Linked DNA regions of Sus scrofa: all the other regions are linked to region 2. The links are chromatin contacts, called in public Hi-C, HiChIP or PLAC-seq and promoter capture Hi-C maps. All regions are on one chromosome and are shown on one strand. The core of a region is the stretch at or near the end of the contact, and the rest is flanking DNA. Distances in the headings are between cores, read along the strand shown. Region 1 holds the start of RPRD2 (regulation of nuclear pre-mRNA domain-containing protein 2). Region 2 holds the start of SETDB1 (histone-lysine N-methyltransferase SETDB1). Region 3 holds the start of MCL1 (MCL1, BCL2 family apoptosis regulator). Region 4 holds the start of ADAMTSL4 (ADAMTS-like protein 4). Region 5 holds the start of PRPF3 (pre-mRNA processing factor 3). Region 6 holds the start of MRPS21 (28S ribosomal protein S21, mitochondrial). Region 7 holds the start of TARS2 (threonine--tRNA ligase, mitochondrial).

Region 1 (2,705 bases), core at 26-2,525, 440 kb before region 2:
TTTTTTTATTTTCAGGGCCACACCCGAGGCATATGGAGGTTCCCAGGCTGGGGGTCTAATAAGAGCTACAGTTGCTGGCCTACACCACAGCCACAGCAACACCAGATCCGAGCCACGTCTGCCACATACACCACAGCTCATGGCAAAGCCAGATTCTTTTATTTTTATTTATTTTATTTTATCTTTTTGTCATTTCTTGGGCCGCTTCCGCAGCATATGGAGGTTCCCAGGCTAGGGGTCTAATCGTAGCTGTAGCAGTGGCTACAGCAACGCGGGATCTGAGCCAAGTCTGTAGCCTACACCACAGCTCATGGCATCGCCGGATCCTTAACCCACTGAGCAAGGCCAGGGATCGAACCCACAACCTCATGGTTCCTAGTCGGATTCACTAACCATTGAGCCACGATGGGAACTCCCAAAGCCAGATTCTTAACCCACTAAGCCAGGCCAGGGAAGGAACACAACAACCTCGTGGTTCCTAGTCAGATTCATTTCTGCTGCTCCGGGGAACTCCCCAAAATCTATTTTCCACACAACAACCAACATGATCTTTTAAAAAGAATGCGATGTAACTTTTCTTCTTAAAAACACTCTGCTTAAAATTGCTCCCCAACTCAACGTTAAAAGCCAAAGTCCTTCCAGTGGCCTTCCAGGGTCTATGTGAACTCTTTTCCTTCATCTCTGAGATCTCATATTCTACCACTTGACGCCTCTCTTACTCTTCTCTAGCCACAGTGGCCTCCTTGTTTTCCCTCTAAGGTATCAAAACATTCCTGTATTAGGTCCTTTACACTTGCTGTTCTGTCTGCCACCATGTTTTCTTCCCCCTTTCCCATATTTGCTTGGTTGCCTTGTTCTCAACATTCACATCAAGTATCACTTACTACCAGAAGCCATCCTTGATCACCAAACTCTCACTCCCATTCTCTTACAGTGTTATATGTGCAGTGCCCTTCCTCTCCCTTACCCTGCTTCATGCTTCTTGAGAGAAATTATTACTTCCTGATATATGTATTTTTTATGGTCTCCTGCCACTAAGCCCTGGAGGGAAGGGACTTTGTCATTTTGCTGTATTCCCCCACGTCTAAAACTGTACTTGACATAAGACGTTCGACAACTTTTTGTTGAATTAACAAATACTAGATTTGAGCTTGACAAAACAGGTTCCTCGCCTCAAGAAACCTGAGTCTACTAGGGAGAGTGAAAGAGTTAAAATACAATAATTACACGTGTTTAGTGGAACACAGGAGCCTCCAAATCTGTCCAGATGATTTACATAGGAAAATGGGATGGCATGGTTAATCTAGGTTGTGCTAATCAATACAATAGATATCTAAGTCTTTTGGAAACTATGTTTCATGCAGTTATGAAACTGTACCATAATTGGTGAAGGTGCGATTACTTCGCCTTTTATTCTTTTCTCGTCTCAAATTCTACAGGGAAATTTTCCGTTTCACTTCATTTACTTCCTTTCCCTATAATCCAACGTCAAGTGGCTGTAAATGGTATTGTCCAAGGAGAGTGTAAAATATTGCTCGGTCTGGGAGTCTGCGTAGTGAATGGCGCAAGGGAGCTGGCGCATGCGCATCGTCTGAGACACGGCAAAATGGCTGCCAGGTACTTTGTCGCGTTCCATGCCCCAAGGAGTTGCCAGCAGCGGCGGCGGCGGTAGCTGCAGGTGCCAGAACGTAACAGTGGCTGCTAAGCGGTGGGAGTTTCTCGGCCCTGTTGTGTGAGCTGGACTGCTCCGAGAGAGACCTCGCTAGGAAGCAAAACGCCGGGTGGAGCGGTGAAGCCCCTCCCCCAACCTCTCCTTAGTTTGACCAACTCCCTCACCCTCCCCTCCAGGTTTCTCCTCCCAACCCGCTACACGCTGGCTTATTGCGCAGGCGCACAAATAATCGGAGTGTCTCCTTAGCCCTTGGGGCTTGTGGGCTTCTGCGCGCGCTTCTCGTTCCTCTCCCTTGATTGGCCAGGTTGCCCCGCCATCACGCCTCCCTCCGCTTTCTAGGTTGAGAAGGAAGCGGGGGGGCGGAGCCAAGCAGCGCGTGCGCGATACTGTTGCTGTCCCTTTGCTGCTATTGCGTTGCAAAAAAAATCCTGACTAGGTAGCCTTGGGCCTTTCCTGTGTTAGAGGACCTAAAGGGGAGAGAGATTTCTGCAGCTGAAGGGGCAGTCGGGTAGTATTAACTGTAAGATATTAACGCCCGTTCTTAGAGGAGTGTGGGGAAGGGGCTTAAGCATTGAGAGCCGAAGAGTATAAAACCATTAATTTCTGGGCCAGGCGTTTAGAAAAGGCTTTGCAGGACGTGTTTTCTGCGTTTCTTCCGAGATTACTGACTGGTTTAAACACAATCCTTTGAACAATTTTGATAAACCTTCGAAACCCGCAGCCCCTCCTTGCAACGTGTAGGAGCCACCAGCGTGCCCAGCAGCTGGTCCTCCCGTCCTACCTCCAGAAGAGCCTAGCGCGTGCACCATCTCCACCCCCTGGCCTCCCTCCCCACCTGCGGCTTTCACGCACTCGCAGTGATTGTTTTGCCGGCTCCCGCCGCCGCCGCCGCCGCCGCCGCGGCCGCCAGAGGAGCAGCAGCGCTTGTGCAAACTGGGAAGATGGCGGCCGGCGGCGGCGGAGGCAGCAGTAAGGCCTCCTCCTCGTCGGCCTCTTCAGCAGGGGCTCTGGAGTCCTCGTTGGATCGAAAATT
Region 2 (2,700 bases), core at 164-2,663:
AGAGAAAACACACATAGATAACTCACAAGTGGAAAGGAACTAAGATAAAAGAACCACAGAGGGAGGAGTTAACTCTGTAGGGAAAGAGTGATGGTCTAGAAAAGTGATTCTTTTGGGGTTTTTTTAGGGCTGCACCCATGGCATAGAGAAGTTCCCCGGCTAGGGGTTCAACTGGAGCTACAGCTGCCAGCTTCCACCACAGCCACAGCAGCGCCAGATCTGAGCCACATTTGTGACCTGCACCACAACTCACAAAGCCAGATACCTAACCCACTGAGCGAGGCCAGGGATCAAACCCACTTCCTCATGGATACTAGTCGGGTTCATTACTGCTGAGCCATGTCGGGAACTCCAACACTGATTTTTTTATTTTATTTTATTTTATTTGTCTTTTTGTCTTTTCCAGGGCCACACCGGCAACATATGGATGTCCCCAGGCTAGGGGTCTAATCAGGGCTGTAGCTGCTGTCCTACACCAGAGCCACAGCAATGCTAGATCCAAGCTGCGTCTGAGACCTACACCACAGCTCACCACAATGTGGGATCCTTAACCCACTGAGTGGGGCCAGGGATCAAACCCGAAGTTTCATGGTTCTTAGTTGGATTCGTTAACCACTGAGCCACTACGGGAACTCCCCAGGTTTATATATTTTTTTAATGAAGTTAGGTGCAGTTAGTGTAAAGATAGCTGGGCAGATTAAAGCAATGACGAGATTCCGTGGTAGTCAACAGTGCTGATTCATCAAATACATCTGGTTCTCCCTCCCTGGAGTGAATGTTCTTCCTGGCCCCTCTGTGTTTGGGTAGGGCCTTATGACTCATTTCCAACCAATGAGTTGTAAATTAAAGTGCCCAGAGTCACTTTAATTGCCAGCGCGAGACCCTCTAGCGTTCTCTCATTATGGCAGGGCAACTCATCCGCCTGGGTTTCTAAGTAGCTCCACAGCGACCCCAGCTGCCCCAGCTGGATTCCTAACCCAGGATTCTTAACACATTGAGCCTCAGGGGGAACTCCATTTTAATGTTTATTGCTGAGTGATTTGTAGTGGCTAAAAACTGAAAACTAGATTTCAAAATATGGGTTATTATGTCATATTATGAAATATTGTGCAACTGCCAAAAAGACAACTTTTCATCCTTTTTGGCTCTTGGCAATACTGCCACCACTTGGAGTGGTGGAAGAGGCGGAGCTTCTGCAATGCACCCCAGGCCACGCCTACTTTAGCCAGACTCTTCTCACGTGTGCTCCGGGAGGCTCCGCTTTGACGCATGCGTATTAGGCGGCGTTTCTCACCCTTTTAGGGGCGCCCTGCCTCTTTGAATTTGACCCCGTCAGGCTACCGTCGTGGCGACCGGAACAGCGCCTCAGGTTTGCTTCCGGCGTCTTTTTTTTTTTTTTTTTTTTTTTCTTCCCCTTCCCTCCCTCACGCTTCTTCCCCTCCCCCTGCTCCCTTTTCCCTTCGGTTTCGTTCTTTCCTACCGAGGCCGACCCCTGAATCGTGGGGTCTGGTCGGTGAGAAAGAGCCATCGTAGCTGGAAGCAGGGAGGTGTGGGAAACACTGTTAATTGAGGTATTTGGAGACCAAGGGCTTATCTCGAATGGTTTGTTTGTGGTGGGAGGTCGGGTGAGGATGGGTAGGAAGTCTTCCCTGAGAGACTATCGGGGGCGGGGTTGAGCTGGGTTCGCGGGTGGGTGGGACGCACCCCTAAAATGAGTAACACGGGGGTGGGGCGGCGTGTGGGCAAAAGAAAAATGGAGACGGTGAAAATTGGCACTGGGGTCGCGCGGCATTCTGGCGTCAGTTTTGTTTGAACCGTTTGATCAGGAAAGCAGTTAACACCAAAGTGTGGGGGCGTTTGAATTGACGATTTGAGGCAGCCACATTTTTTATTCCCAAATTGTTTTATTTCTTTTCACTTTGGGGAAACCTCTTTGCTGCAAGCTTTTGTCTGCTTAAGTATTACAGACTTTTTAAAAATGTAAATTGCCATGTGAAAGCAAAGTAATGTAGGGGGAAAAGTAATTAAAAAGAAATTATTGAGTTACAGACCAAATCCTCTGCTCCAGGTGGGGATATTTACTCAGGTTAGTCATGGTGTGCAAACAGGGATATATCAAATTAGTTAATTAAAGAACACAGGTCACAGAAATCTCTTCGATATGTTGATTCTCTTCAGTTTCCTAAAACATTTTAGATAGCTCCCTGTTGCGTAATATGTGTTCTCCACGCCCTCTCAAACTTTTTCGTTTTATTCAGGTCTGTAGTCTAGCCTGCAAGAGGTGAGAACTGCAAAATCTCAGCTTCAGACACTGGAGAATGGGGAGAAAGAACATGGAATCAAACCTACCTATATATATTTGAGTAACAAATAGCAGAGTAGAAATGAGTTTTGTTAGGTCACTGAAATTCTGTATTGTCGTTATAGTAATTTTAGTTTCCTGCTCTCTATATAGAGGACAACAGTATGTCCTCCCTCCCTGGGTGCATTGGTTTGGATGCAGCAGCAGCTGCAATGGAGTCTGAAGAAATTGCAGAGCTGCAACAGGCAGTCGTTGAGGAACTGGGTATCTCTATGGAAGAACTTCGACAGTTCATTGATGAAGAATTGGAAAAGATGGACTGTGTACAGCAGCGCAAGAAGCAACTAGCAGAGTTGGAGACTTGGGTAATACAGAAGGAATCCGAGGTGGCCCATGTT
Region 3 (2,700 bases), core at 19-2,518, 270 kb before region 2:
CCGTCACTGAAAACGTGGACCATCACTCGAGACAAAGATTTGACATCGTCTTCGTTTTTGATGTCCAGTTTCCGAAGCATGCCTGAGAGGAAAAAAAGCATGCAGGTTCTCACCGCCTCCTTTGTCTAAACCAGGGCACGATTCGCCTGCCCACCCACGACGGGGGAAATCGCTATTTGAGCTCTATAGAATTTAGGCCGTTCCCACTTGAAAATTGACATCCCACCCTTTCCGGGCTTTGAACAGAGCTGCCATTTCCAAAAGAATCAAGTGGGCGGAAACAATGACTCACGGCCAGAATATTCTGGTTTCAGAAATGGGATAAGAGTCGTTTCAACATGGACTCGTTTCGGTTTCCACCCACCGAAGGTGCGTGAGTCCAGAGAGCTAAAGAGAAAGAAAAAGCAGGGCAGCCTTCACGACTAACCCCCTTACCTTGGAAGGCCGTCTCGTGGTTGCGCTGCACCCCGTCCCCGACCCGTCGCAGGGTCTCTAACGCCTTCCGGCTGGCGGCCCCAGACCCGCCCATTGGCTTCGCGTCCTTGGCGCCGGTTGCCTGCTCCCGAAGGTACCGAGAGATAATCTCCAGGGACTGCCGGTATAACTCGTCCTCCTCCTCCTCTGCCGGGGGCGGCGTCGAGGGGAGCGAGCCGTCCGTGCCGGGGCCACTACTGGCCTCCTCGACTAACCCCAGCAAGGGCAGGACGGCCGGCCGCTTCCCGAGGGGCTCCGGCTCGTACCCGTCCAGCTCCTCTTCGGGAGACATGATGGCGTCGGAGGCCGGGGATTCCATCTCTTCAGGCGGCGACGCGAGGCGGGTGGGCGCGAAGAACAGCAGTCTGGCGGGGGTCGCGGTGACGTCGGGGCCCTCGGCGCCAATGGGCGAGGGCCGCGCGACCCTCCGGGCGTCTGGCGCAGGAGTGGACGGGGGGCTCGCGCCGGCGCTTCCGCCAATCACCATGCCGGCTTCCCCTCCCCCTACCTCTTGCCGGGCCGTGGCCTCTTTTCCCGTAGCCAAGAGACGGCCTCCCGGAGCGGAGGCGCTGCTGCCGCTTCCAGGCCCCAATCCGGCCCCCCCACAGTAGAGGTTGAGTCCGATTACTGCGTTTCTCTGGAGGCCAAACATCGCAAGCCGCCGCCGCCACCACCTTGGCAGAAAAATGGGGGAGGCCCGACTCCTTACGGGAAGGAAGCGGAAGTAAGGTCTGAGAGAGGCACTCCTAGATCGCAGTTTTAGAACCAGTCCGCAGTGGCGTCAGCAACTCTCTAAAAAAAAAAAAAAAAAAATTGAACCCCCGTAAAAGGGCAAGGGGCGGAAGCTTCCGGAGAATGCAGCACCGCACGGCACCTAACCGGCGGTTCGGGGGGCGGGGCTTCCGGCTCTCCGAACCTCTCGCGGCCCGTTACGTAACCTTGGCTCCAGCCCTCTGCAAGGTGGGCTTGCGCTCTTCACCCGTGCCGGTCTGGGCCGGCTGGGGATTGCTACCTCGTCGCTTCCCTGAGTGCTGATTTGCAAGCCCCTTCTGTTGCTTTTGTACCGGAGGGTTGTTTTTTTTTTCCCCCACACCACAGTCCTAACCCTCGAGTCACTCGGAGATTGAGGAAGAGGGATGAGTAAATTCTGCCACGGATGCGGGACCACAGCCTTAGGATGGATGAATATGAGGACACTGTTGGGAAAATGTAGTTATTTTGCGCAACCTCAGCTCTGTACTCTCATTCCAACATTGTGTGGAAACGGGGACGCTCCATGGACTGACCTATAGAATCATTTTTACGTAAATTCGCAAAGCGAAATTGTTCTGCTCCAGCTAAATTTTATGCCTGTCTCCCTATTTGCTTTCTCCCATCGCCATCTCTCTCATGCTTTTTATATATGTCTTACTCGTTCACTACATCTTCTGAGACTCTTGATACCACTTACGTTGATAAGAGACATTTGAATCTAGGGGTAAACCCCTTAAGGACATGGATCTTGTTATATACCATATATGTGAGTTAACATTAATTGAAGCAACCTGTTTTTCCTAAAAGATCTGTAAAATTAGTAATAGCTAAAATTCAAGAGCAAAGTATTTGAGGGACAGAAGCAGGAAAGGTGAGCATGGTTCCTATTCCTGAAAACATCACTTTAATAAGGAAATAGGGCACCTGTACCACAGGATTATGTATTTGGGCAAGACCTAGAAGCATGGAGCTTTATAATAAGGGGCAGAAAGTTTGGAGAGAAACATCCTGCGGTTGTAGTGAATAAGAAATGGTTTATCTATTTAAGGAATGTAAAATCTTGCACAGCAACAAACCATAATGTGAGATGGAATATAGGAGGCATCAACAACTTAATATTGGAATTAAGAGGCTGGAAAATTCACTTTCGGCTAGGAGAGCTAGGGGAAGACTTTATGGAAGAGGTAGCTTTTTCTGCTCTGCTTTCTAGAACGCGATTTTATTTAGGGGAAAGAGATTGAGCAAATTTGCGTGCAAAAGCGGTTTCTTCTTCAGAGGCTGTAGAAGGAAGTGCATTGCTGGTTTCACTTTAAGCTTATAGCCAGAAATCTCAAGTGTTCAGTAATCCTATTGCAGTTCCTTAATCGATTCACTCTCCTGTGATCCAAGATGACTATTGAACACCTTCTTTTATATCCTTAAACGTCCCATATTCCCTTCTCCCAGCCTCACTTTAAGCTTTTAACTTACTGA
Region 4 (2,700 bases), core at 21-2,520, 300 kb before region 2:
GAATAAATGGCAAATAAAAATTTAAATCGTAGTGTCCATTTGTTATCTACTGTCAGCCATTTTGTATATATTATTTTTCTTTGTTTTTAACTAATGACATAGATAATGCTCATGGTTAAAAATTCAAAAACATATAAGCATAGAGTGACAGCCTCCTAACCCCACAACCCCTCCCCAGGTATTGTCTCCAATTTTGAGTCTGGGATGTATTCTTCCATAAATAGACAGACGTATCTCCAAGCCTGTCATATGAATCAGATAAGCCCATTTTACAGATGAGGAAACTGCAGCACAGAAAGTTTGAAGTACTCATCCAAGACCACAGAGCTGACAAGTCCTGGAGCAGAGATTCAAATCTAAATCGTCTGACTCCTAAGTCAGCGCATTCCTCCCGCTATGCCCTGTGTGTCAAATTTTATGGATGAAGAAACCTAGGCTTGGAGTTCCCCTCCTGGCTCAGCGGTAATCAATCCAACAAGTATCCATGAGGATGTGGGTTCGATCCCTGGCGTCGCTCAGCGGGCTAAGGATCTGGTCTTGCCATGAGCCGTGGCATAGGTTCAGAAGCTTCTCGGATCCCTGCGTTGCTGTGGTGTTGGCCGGGACTGCAGCTCTGGTTATACCCATAGCCTGGGAACTTCCCTATGCCCCTGGTGTGGCCCTAAAAAGACCAAAAAAGAAAAGAAGAAAAAAAAAAAAAAAAAAAAAGAAGAAGAAGAAGAAAAAGAAGAAACCGAGGCTCATAGAGGTCCCCTGAGCAGCCAGAACCACATGGTTCACAGCCAAACGTGGGAGAGGCAGGGATGAGAGTGTGCTTGCACCAGAGGCTGCGTGGAGGAGAGGGCCTCCGCCGATGGGGCATCTGGGATCGTGCGGGTCTATCTCGGCCCAGCAGTGCCCAGATCTGGGCCCAGAGGCTCGTCCACGCCGCTGGTGTACAGGAACCACCCAGCCCCTTGGCGCCCCTCGCGGCCGCCCCGCCAGGGCAGGCGCAGCACTCGCACCGCCCACTCGGAGCCGGCTGGGAGGCCCGGGTCCCGGAGTCCCGAGCCGCAGCCAGGCCGGGAGACAGTGCCCGGGGGCGATGGCTGTCTTCGAACAGGGCTGGGACCCCTTCGGCTTCGCCCCCTCGAGCCGTCGGCGGGCGCCGGGCGGGAGTAGCTAGTCCCGCTACTCTGGGTGGGTGGCCTTAGCGAGCCGGGGGCTCGGGGTGGGCCGCCCAGACCCGGGGGCCGGCGAGGGGCGCGGGCCGGGCGCGTGGCGGGAGGGCGGAGTGGGGGCGGAGAGGGGGCGTGGCGGGGGCGGAGCCGCGGCCGGAGGCGGCAGAGTCCGGAGCCCGGCTCAAGGGCCGCCGTGGCCGCCGCGGAGCAAAGCTGTCTCGAGAGAGCGCCCGGGCGCAGAGGGGTTAACGGGCCGCCGGGGCCTCGAAGAGCAGGTACAGACCTTCCCTGGGACCCCTGGCCCCGGCTGCCCTCTCTCCCAGGTCCCGTTAGACCACCGGCCCTGCGCGCCCGCGCCACCCGAGTTCCCTGCTCCCCAGGGTCGCGCCCCAGCCACGACCCCGGCCCCAGCTCTTAGAGCCTCGGAAGATCTTCCAGTCCCTGGGGCCGGATTCCTGGGGAGGGGGTCTGATCCCTTGGAACGCTGGCCCCGTCACCCGGCCAAAATTCCTACTAAGTCATAAAGTCGGAAAACATACGCAGGACCTCGCGGCATGCGCCGGGCGCCACCTGCCCTCATCTGAAAGGGTGCTCCTGGAGGATGTGTATCCCACCCTCCACCCCCGTCCTTTGGCCCTGGAGTTGGGGGATAGGGACGATGGGAGGGGTGCTGGTGGGTGCCCGTGATCAAACTCAGCCTGATTGGAAAGGAAGGACACCTGTCGGGTTGGGCCTCCCTCACTCAGGAGTGGAAGGTGCAAGGAGAACCAAAGTGTTTTCTCTCAGCATAGGGACTCTCCAGCCAGCCCTGGAACCTGCTGTCCAGCCTCCTGCCCCTCCGTGGCACCCATTTCCCAGAGGTGGGTCCCCTGGGGGTGAAGGGGTTAGTCTCTCCTTAATCTTCACTGGCCAGTGTGGAGGTGTGGCCGGGAGGAGCCCAGGTTCGTCTAGACCAATGTTAGCCTGGCCCAAGGGTGACCACTTCTGACCTCTCCTTTCCTCACCCTGGGCGGTGAGACACACCAGATGAGGAACATGAAAAGGGTGAAAAACACAAATGTGTGTCTGTTTCCGCAGTGGAGGGGGTGTCGGCCCCCTGCCCAGCTATGCAGGAGGTGGGGTAGGACTTTTCCAGAGAGGGAGCCAGGCCTGGCCATGGCCCCAGGAGCTCACGTCACCCCACCCCCCACCCCTCACTTCTCCAGGGAACTGCCAAAGCCAAACTCAGCTCAGGACAGGATTATGTGTACTGGGTAGACCCATGGAGAGAGAAAGCAAGATACAGACCTGGGGTAGCTGCGAGCAGAAGCAGAGAGGGATTGGAGAGGGGCCTGGCAGCAAGAAGGGGTAGACAGTGACCATCACCCCATCTCTCCTTCCCTTCAACCTCCCTCCAGTGAGAGGCAGGCAGAGAGCTGAAGGCTTGGGTGGAACGTTGGCCCTTCTCTGGAGCCCCTACCCGATCCCCCATCAGGGTGGAGTTGCTGACCTCAGTGGCCAGCCCAGCCAAGGGAAGGAGCAGACATCAGCAACCCCTTCC
Region 5 (2,706 bases), core at 119-2,618, 480 kb before region 2:
AACACCAGGTCCTTAACCCACTGTGCCAGGCCAGGGATCAAACTTGCATCCCAACACTGCAGAGATGCTGTGATCCTGTTGGGCCACAGTGGGAACTTCATGAGTTTAGCTTTATATAAGTTCTTTACTGAGGGAGACACAGGTTTAAGAAGCACTTGAATCGTGTTCTGCTGGACTACAAAATTGGGGAGGCTTACAAGCTTACAGGTAGTTAAATAAGTTGTTTATTAAAAATTATAATTGGAGGAATTATAATTGGGGTTAAGAACTAGTATCCACGAGGATGTGGGTTTGATCCCACATCAAACTGGCCTTGCTCAGTGGGTTAAGGATCCAGTGTTGCAGCAAGCTGCAGTGTAGAACACAGGTGCGGCTCAGATCCAGTGTGGCTGTGGCTGTGGCACAGACCAGCAGGTGCAGCTCCGATTCAACCTCTAGACCAGCAACTTCTGTATTCTGCAAGTTAGGCCGTAAAAAGGAAGAAAAAAAAAGAAAAGAATTATAATTGGAGCTGGCAAGAAGTAAAGGTGCTTGTTAGGTAAGGATTAGTTGAGGACCAAAATGGTTGATTAGGAATTCCTGTCCTGGCTCAGCGAGTAAAGAACCCCACTAGTATCCATGAGAACACAGGTTCCATCCCTGGCCTTGCCCAGTGGATTAAGGAGCCAGTGTTGCCCTGAGCTGTGGTGTAGGTCACAGTCCTAGCTCTGATTCTGCGTGGCTGTGGCATAGGCCAGAAGCTGCAGCTCTGATTCAACCCCTAACCCGAATTTATATATGCTGCAGGTGGGGCCTAAAAAGTACTAGACTGCCAGCAATTATTTGTTTTGCGAATGAATGGAAGAAAGAAACAAAGGTGTGTGAGAGGGTACTATCTTCAGACTCCTCCCACACTAGTCGGTTTTCTGGGTCTCTTGGCACCACTGTTAAGGACAAAGGCTAAGGAGAGAGTGGTTAATACTAACGATCACTACTCTGAAGTTTACTTCCTACCAGAAAGTCCAGGTTTAGCCCAAACGCAGAAGCTCTGCTTTTAGTTCTAGCCATAGCCTTAGCGCACTTATTCTCCACGGGAATACTACAAGCAGCTCAATTTATGCTTCAGGTAACATTAATTTTGCGCTAATGTAGTTAACAGGTTTAGCACGGGGAACCGAAGGAGCCAAGTAGCTTGCCGGGGGAAATCGTTACGGCTCCGCCACGCATGCGCTCCGCCGCGGAAAAGTAGCTACTACGGCTGCGCGAACCGGGGCCCCGCCCTCTTTCGTCACAAGTTGTGGGACCGTGGCGAGGCAGCAGCCGTGGCGGTAGCGACGGCAGGCCGTAGGGCGGTCGGAGGGTTTCCGGTTCCGGTGTAACGTTCGGGCTCCGTCTCAGGGGCTGAAGTTTGTGAGGTGAGTAGTGGCCCCGGGCCCAGAGAGGGTATGCTCGGGTCCTAGCGGCTGGGGCTAAGTTTCAGTCCAAAGGGAGGACCGAGGCGGGAGGTTCAACAGAAAGGAGGCTGAGGAAAGAACCAGGTTCTGTGCGAGAACGGGTTGGAATGAGATTGTTGAGAGGAAAAGGGCGGGGGCGGGAAAGGGACAGGGTGAGGAGACTACCTCTGAGATGAGTTTGGGTAGAACAAGGTGGGGAAAGGGTCCGGTCAGAGAGATGGAGAGAGCAAAAAGCAAAGGATAGGGTTTAAGGGAGGAAATTCGACTTGTAGCAAAGAAGAGCACGAAGTAAGGAATTCCTTCAGAAGATTAGATTCTGCTACCTGCTCATTGAGATCATTCTGCCTTCCTCTCTCTCCCTCCACACCGTAACCACCCCCACCCCGCCCCACGCAGTTATTGTTGAACGTCTGATTAATGACAAAGCTAGTTACTATTTGGAAGTTTGATTTTTGCCCACTGACTGTTTAGTCTGCACGTTATATTATGGAGGGAATGGGTTGAAATTGAGTACATAAGTATAGTGCTTGGGCATACGGTTCGTTTATAGAGTGGTACCCCGTTTATTGCTTTGGATTTTCAAACGGCTTAAACTTTCTAATCTATGATTCAGTTCTAGTGGAATATAAGCCCTCTAAGGTGAGGATTCTTGTCTCTTTTGTTCACTGTTGTATGTATCCTTGGCAGTATCCCACTACATTAACACTTAGTTGTTGTGCAGTAAATACTTACTGAATGAATTAAGTGCCAGATAGCTATGGCAGTTGTCCTCCTTTTGTAAGATGAATGAACTGAGGCTCAGAGGAATTGCTTGACAGAAGGTTAGTAAATGGAAGAGCTCTTTCTTCACTCCCTATGTTGTCTGAATACCCTTCTTTTGAGCATTGAACAGTTAGCATGTTGAAATTGATAAGCTATAGTGCTGTCTCATGATGGGTAAATAGAGCCATCATAGATTTATTATATAACATGTCAGTAAGACACAAAATCTTTTACTCCTAGTTTCATGACTTCACTAGCTTCATATGGTTATACCAAAATTAAATACACTGTTTAGCAACAGGTCTTATAGAGGATAAACCTACCAAGAATGCAGAAGTTAATTAGACTGTACCGGAGTTCTTGTCGTGGCTCAGTGGTTAACGAATCCGACTAGGAACCATGAGGTTGTGGGTTCGATCCCTGGCCTTGCTCAGTGGGTTGAGGATCCGGCGTTGCCGTGAGCTGTGGTGTAGGTCGCAGACTCGGCTCGGATCCCACGTTGCTGTGGCTC
Region 6 (2,700 bases), core at 17-2,516, 500 kb before region 2:
GCTATACCTAATATATAAACAAACAGTAGAGCTGTGTTCCAATGAAGTTTGTTTGTTTTCTTGTTTTTTTTTTTTTTTTTTTTTTTTGCCTTCTCTAGGGCTGCTCCCGCAGCATATAGAGGTTCCCAGGCTAGGGGTCGAATCGGAGCTGTATCCATCAGCCTACGCCAGAGCCACAGCAATGGGGGATCCGAGCCGCGTCTGCAACCTACACCACAGCTCATGGCAACACCGGATCCTTAACCCATTGAGCAAGGCCAGGGATAGAACCCACAACCTCATGGTTCCTAGTCGGATTCATTAACCACTGTGCCACCAAGGGAACTCCCCAATGAAGTTTTATTTACAAAAACAAAAGCGGAGTTGGACTTGACCTGTAGGCAGTACTGTGCAGACCTCTGGTTTAAGAGACTTGTTCAAAGTCAAATGCCTGATGAGTATCGGATTTTGGATAGAATCCAGATCTCCTGACTTCCAATCCAGTGCTTTTTCACCATATTATGTTGTCGCCTATATAATGTGTTTTGCATTTACCATATTCTACCTTGTTTTACTATTTATCTTTTACACCTACTTACTGTGCTTTGTTAGTCTGAGACACACTGAAATATTATCAACAGTTCCTGATACAAACTAGGCTTTCAATAAAAGCTTGCTGATGAGCATAGTCATGTCCTAACCTAGCTCTATTTTGGTACTTTGAACCTGGCTTATTCTAAAGCAGGCTTCAGTTTCTGTGTGAATTCTATTAGCATAATTGACGAGAATACATCTGTGTGTGTATGTGCCTGTGTTTTAGGGGAGGTACTCAAAGAACCTTATTACGCAAGTACCTGGTTGAGAACCTGCTTTCTTCTTTTGAGACTTTCCCTACTGTTTTCCAGTAGCCACTTCCGGTAGATTCGAATTTATGTGAATAACCATTAATGGATGGACATATGTGTAGAAGTAACATACGAATAAAATAAAAGGAAAGCTTTTTCCACAGTGACGAGGAAGTTAAAAAAGAGATATTTCTAAGTTTCACTTGGAGACAAATGGGATAGAAGCTGACATAAAATAGTCTTTGATTCTAAATCCTGCAGATGTTTCCCAATTCTTCCTTCAGTGATTTCACTTTATTTAGTGAAATGGCTGGGAAGGTGCTATTATAGGAAACTCAGAGTATGTTCATTTCCTTTCTGTTCCTAAGTTTTCAGGCAGATAAGGGGTGTAAAGCTGTTTTTCATCCGGAGGACAGACCTCAATGAATTTGTGTCCTTTGCGAAGAGAAAACAGGAAGCATGCTCAGGAAGCTTCGCCTGTTTCTCTCATTTTCCTTCCAGAAAAAGAAAAGGATTAGATATCTATTTAAGATTTAATAGGATTAAGGGGTACGGAAATCAGGCTGACCTCAGAGGCCGAAGGACGGCGACTCCAAGAGAAGACGGAAGAAGCTGTTTGAGGGGAATTTAAGGCAAGTATTTTGCTTTGCCAGGTGTTGAGTTCAAGCCCGGGGGTTGACGATGAGCCGGGGGAGTGAAGAAACCTTCGATCCAGGCCAAAAGGAATGTTGCCACGGTTTCCACAGTTTCCACTTAGCTCCTCTCTCGGGTGGGTCCTCTTGTCTGCGCGCGGCGCTGGGGATTACGTAACTTCCGCTTCCGCTTGAGGCGGGCTTCGCGTCGGCGGGGCGCTGAGGAGCGAGGGCTTCGTCCTGGGTTTGGGGGAAGTGAGGAGATTGGGGCGGGAGGGCGCAGTTGGCCTCGTTCCTAAACACCAAGAAGGACTCCCTTCCCAACTCCTACCCCAAACCGTCCTGTGACCGTGAGCGGTAATTAGGGGGGAGGGGAACGCCTGCAAAGTGTCCCAGTTGGCCCTTGTCTAGGCAAGTAAATTTCTGTGAGGACGGCCAGCTACCGTCTCTTTTCATCGCTATGGTAGGGTTTGTATTGGCAAGGAGAATGAGGGAGTCGCGTGTACTTTCTAGAATATGAGGACTTGACCCTGTCTCGCATATTCCAGAGCCCGATGCATTTCCAGACCCATAAATAAGCCACGTGGTTTTGTATTCTGTTGTGTTTCTCTTTCTTACCTGATCTCTATAGTTTACTTCTTTCGCCATCATACTTTAGGTCCTGCAGAGTAACGACTTAAATCCAAGGTCATGGCAAATCATCTGAAGTTCATTGCCAGGACTGTGATGGTACAGGAAGGGAACGTGGAAGGTGCATACAGGACCCTAAACAGGTAACTGCCAAGGGACCAGAATCATGGCTAGACCAACTCTCTTGAGAAGGGTGGTTGTTTTGTCTCTTCCCCTGGCATAGGTTGTCTCAAACTAGTGCCAGTTGAGGTGTTCACAGACTTGAAACTTCTCAGCCCCTCATTTTTCTATCTTAAAAATGAAGTTATTCCCCAAATTTAACTGTATGAAGGTTATTCATCAGCAGTCATATCTTTGATGACGAACCTGCATTCTATCCAAGATTTTAAAAAAACCCAAAGGGAAAATCAAGTTAGAAAGTTGCTAGTAAGGGGGAAGGTAGTACATGACATATTAAAAGCTGATCGAGGGATTGGTGTGGGACAAGGCCAATGGGAAACATGAACTCAGATTTGGGATCTTAGAGAAGCAAGCAAGAGATGGAAAAGTGTTAGAGGTTCAGAGAAAGATTACGGCAAAAGCAAAAAACATGCTGATGGAAATGAAGTGGCCGG
Region 7 (2,700 bases), core at 171-2,670, 340 kb before region 2:
GCATTTCCCTCAAACTTTACTACAAATCTGGTCATTTTTCTTTTCTTTTTCTTTCTTTCTTTCCTTCTCCTTTAATTTATGGCCACATTCATGGCATATGGAAGTTCCCAGGCTAGGGATTGAATCCCAGCCACAGCTGTGACTTATGCCACGTCAGTGGCAATGGCGGATCCTTAATCCACTGCTCTGGCAGGGGATGGAACCCGAGTCTTTGCAGCCACCTGAGGTGGCTACAGTTGGATTCCTACCTCGCTGTGCCACAGCAGGAACTCCTGTGTTTCATTTTTCACTGTGTAAAACAAATCAAATATATCTAGTCTTATGTTCTAGATATAGGGAGAGGGGAGAGAAGGGATAAAGGAAGTTGAGAGCTTGGATGGGAATGAGAGGCAAAGGTCCTGTGTAGAAAGCAGAGAGCTAAGATTCTAGGGTCAGGAACTTTTTTTCTTAAGTGGTGGGGGAATTATATTGGGGATAAAATTCTTACTAGAGAGAGTCTGGTGTGGTAGAAGAATAGAAGACTTGGATTGAGAATCCAGCGTCAGTGCTTACTGTTTGATCTTAAATCACTTACCTTCTCTGATCTTAAATTCCTCATGTGTACGGTCTAAGAGGTCTCAGAGGTCCTTCTTTAAGCACCGAGTATGAAGGGACTCCAAGGAGTGCCCTCTGCTTTTGTTTTGCTCCAGCCTTAAAGTCTTTGTTTTGCTCCAGCCTCAAAGCTGTTATATGTTGTATTCATTTTTTCTCATGGATTGTTGCTATTGTTGCCGATTACTGTGGACCATGCAGTATATTAGACGATTTACATAAAATTAACCTCAACAGTTAAGGGTTTTTTGTTTGTTTGTTTTGTTTGTTTTGGCTGCACACGGAGGCATGTGGAAGTTACCAGACCAGGGATCCAACCCGGGCCACTGCCGGATCCTTAACTCGTTAAGCCACATGAGAACTACCAGAATGATATTATTATTCTCATTTTACAGATGAGAAAATTGAAGTTTAAAAGGAATTAATTTACCCCAAATTACGCAGTGATCCAGGATTTATACCAGGTCTGTCTCATTCCAGATTTATGCTCTTACCTGTTTCCTTCACTTCACATCCCGGTGAAGCCTGTGTAAAAGAAAACTTAGAGTTAAAAGGAAATAACAACCCCTTCTGGTCCGTTTTTCTCCCACTCTCTAAGTTTCCCTGCTTCTGTCCTTAAAGCCGCAGCATATCTTACTGCTACTTTGGTCTGAAACTCTGCAGGTACTGGAATTCCCTGTGTGCATCAGCTTAGGTCTTCCGGTCACCCGGAACCACCCACACCGCTGCTTGTGCTGTGTGGGGTATACCGCTTCGGAGTTCCTGGAGGTGGGGCCAGACTGGAGTGACAGCTATAACAACCAATAGGCATGGGTATTGTTGGGCCAGCAGCCAATGAAGAATCCGACAAAAGAGAAGGAGCGATCATTTATTTGAGGCTGTGTGACGGGTCTGAAGGAACATGGGGCTGTATCGGAGGTGGCGGCGACTTCGGCTCCCAGGGTTACAAGCCTGCGGGCTGCACACGGTGCGTGAGGTACCCAAAAGTTCCGAAACACATCGGACCTAGCGCAGCTGAAGCCCAAAGTATAGGCTCTCAACCCCATCTGACACCCCCTACTCCCGCCCTACGTTCGGGACCCGGCTACCGTAGCCCTTAGGTACGCCATCTTTTTCCTAGGGTAGCCGTCTGGGGAATGTAGCACTCCCAGCCTAGGGCCTTATACCTCCCATTCTTTTTTTAAAGACTGGGATTTAAGATCATGGCCACTTAAATGTTCTCACTTCCCACTACCCCCAAGCTCAATAAGGAATTTTGGGACCTGTGTTACCTCCTAACATCTTTTCCTCCAGGCAGCTGTGCCCACTCCTCCACACTGGTTGGTAGAGCGGCTTGGCTTTTTTGAGGAGCTATGGACCGCCCAGGTAAAGAAGTTAGCAAGCATGGCGCAGAAGGAACACCGGGCTATTAAGGTATCGCTTCCTGGAGGCAGGAAAGTGGATGCTGTGGCATGGAACACAACCCCTTACCAACTAGCTCAGCAGATCAGGTACCAGGCCTTCTATACCTACCGGGTAAACCTACCTCTGTACTTTGTTTACTTGAGCAGGGAAAGAACTCTGCATGTTTATTCCATCCCCATCAAGATAGCCTTTCCTGCATATTCCTTTTTATCTGCATTAGTTTTATGGTCTCTGACCTTTCTCTATTATGCATTGAGGGGAAAAAAAAAGAAAAGATTCCAGTGTTCTGGTAATACATTTCCCCTTCGCAAGTTTAGAGTTGCTAAGGATTAGTTCCTGTCTTCCTCTGTAGCTTGTAACCTTGTCTTTTTTTATCCTCACCCCCACTGTTGAAGTTCAAAACTGGCAGATACTGCAGTAGCTGCTGTAGTGAATGGAGAACCTTATGATCTGGAACGGCCCTTGGAAAAAGATTCTGACCTCAGATTTCTGACATTCGATTCTGCAGAGGGGAAAGCAGTACGTTTCTTCCTTATTGGGATATAGGGGCTGCTAAGAGATGTTTAAGTGGGAATTTCTAGCATTTTTTTTTTTTTGCCTCAGTTTCTCCATTTTCAGTTGAGAGGGAGGCCTACCATGGACTGCTTATCTTTTTTGATTTTTTTTTTTTTTTTTTTTTTTTGTCTTTTTAGGGCTGCGCTGGAG

What was found. Promoter capture Hi-C pulls out the DNA fragments that hold promoters and counts their contacts. A called contact is a pair of places that touch in the nucleus more often than the background predicts. HiChIP or PLAC-seq counts read pairs in DNA pulled down with a chosen protein or histone mark.
Region 1: a contact with region 2 is called in a promoter capture Hi-C map of liver, with 2.9 times the contacts expected there. The contact joins the promoter of RPRD2 here to the promoter of SETDB1 in region 2. A contact is called at or near these places in 1 of 5 promoter capture datasets (liver), 1 of 47 Hi-C or Micro-C datasets (embryonic fibroblasts) and 1 of 2 datasets of contacts at active chromatin or transcription factors (alveolar macrophages).
Region 3: an H3K27ac HiChIP or PLAC-seq map of alveolar macrophages shows a contact between it and region 2. The contact joins the promoter of MCL1 here to the promoter of SETDB1 in region 2. A contact is called at or near these places in 1 of 5 promoter capture datasets (liver), 5 of 47 Hi-C or Micro-C datasets (embryonic fibroblasts, epiblast stem cells, liver and 2 more) and 2 of 2 datasets of contacts at active chromatin or transcription factors (alveolar macrophages and skeletal muscle).
Region 4: a contact with region 2 is called in a Hi-C map of retroperitoneal adipose tissue, with 1.7 times the contacts expected there. The contact joins the promoter of ADAMTSL4 here to the promoter of SETDB1 in region 2. A contact is called at or near these places in 1 of 5 promoter capture datasets (liver), 6 of 47 Hi-C or Micro-C datasets (embryonic fibroblasts, epiblast stem cells, liver and 3 more) and 2 of 2 datasets of contacts at active chromatin or transcription factors (alveolar macrophages and skeletal muscle).
Region 5: an H3K27ac HiChIP or PLAC-seq map of alveolar macrophages shows a contact between it and region 2. The contact joins the promoter of PRPF3 here to the promoter of SETDB1 in region 2. A contact is called at or near these places in 2 of 5 promoter capture datasets (fetal liver and liver), 1 of 47 Hi-C or Micro-C datasets (embryonic fibroblasts) and 2 of 2 datasets of contacts at active chromatin or transcription factors (alveolar macrophages and skeletal muscle).
Region 6: a contact with region 2 is called in an H3K27ac HiChIP or PLAC-seq map of skeletal muscle, with 3 times the contacts expected there. The contact joins the promoter of MRPS21 here to the promoter of SETDB1 in region 2. A contact is called at or near these places in 2 of 2 datasets of contacts at active chromatin or transcription factors (alveolar macrophages and skeletal muscle).
Region 7: a contact with region 2 is called in a promoter capture Hi-C map of liver, with 4 times the contacts expected there. The contact joins the promoter of TARS2 here to the promoter of SETDB1 in region 2. A contact is called at or near these places in 1 of 5 promoter capture datasets (liver), 3 of 47 Hi-C or Micro-C datasets (embryonic fibroblasts, epiblast stem cells and psoas muscle) and 1 of 2 datasets of contacts at active chromatin or transcription factors (alveolar macrophages).

The regions. Positions count from the first base shown.
Region 1 is chr4:98,733,176-98,735,880 of Sscrofa11.1, reverse strand. It overlaps RPRD2 (regulation of nuclear pre-mRNA domain-containing protein 2), which reads left to right and starts at 1,275. Exons shown (of 11, transcript XM_013988087.2): 1 at 1,275-2,705. The coding sequence starts at 2,614.
Region 2 is chr4:98,291,783-98,294,482 of Sscrofa11.1, reverse strand. It overlaps SETDB1 (histone-lysine N-methyltransferase SETDB1), which reads left to right and starts at 1,413. Exons shown (of 22, transcript XM_005663488.3): 1 at 1,413-1,571; 2 at 2,456-2,700. The coding sequence starts at 2,467.
Region 3 is chr4:98,560,660-98,563,359 of Sscrofa11.1, reverse strand. MCL1 (MCL1, BCL2 family apoptosis regulator) reads right to left here and starts at 1,268. Exons shown (of 3, transcript NM_001348806.1): 1 at 436-1,268; 2 at 1-82. The coding sequence starts at 1,126.
Region 4 is chr4:98,587,825-98,590,524 of Sscrofa11.1, reverse strand. It overlaps ADAMTSL4 (ADAMTS-like protein 4), which reads left to right and starts at 1,270. Exons shown (of 19, transcript XM_013997190.2): 1 at 1,270-1,435; 2 at 1,947-2,020.
Region 5 is chr4:98,770,293-98,772,998 of Sscrofa11.1, reverse strand. PRPF3 (pre-mRNA processing factor 3) reads left to right here and starts at 1,368. Exons shown (of 16, transcript NM_001135965.1): 1 at 1,368-1,394. It overlaps LOC110260326 (a long non-coding RNA gene), which reads right to left and starts at 1,226. Exons shown (of 2, transcript XR_002343444.1): 1 at 994-1,226; 2 at 205-456.
Region 6 is chr4:98,793,789-98,796,488 of Sscrofa11.1, reverse strand. It overlaps MRPS21 (28S ribosomal protein S21, mitochondrial), which reads left to right and starts at 1,266. Exons shown (of 3, transcript XM_013988092.2): 1 at 1,266-1,456; 2 at 2,115-2,229. The coding sequence starts at 2,147.
Region 7 is chr4:98,634,038-98,636,737 of Sscrofa11.1, reverse strand. It overlaps TARS2 (threonine--tRNA ligase, mitochondrial), which reads left to right and starts at 1,420. Exons shown (of 18, transcript XM_003355197.4): 1 at 1,420-1,558; 2 at 1,885-2,081; 3 at 2,391-2,514. The coding sequence starts at 1,493.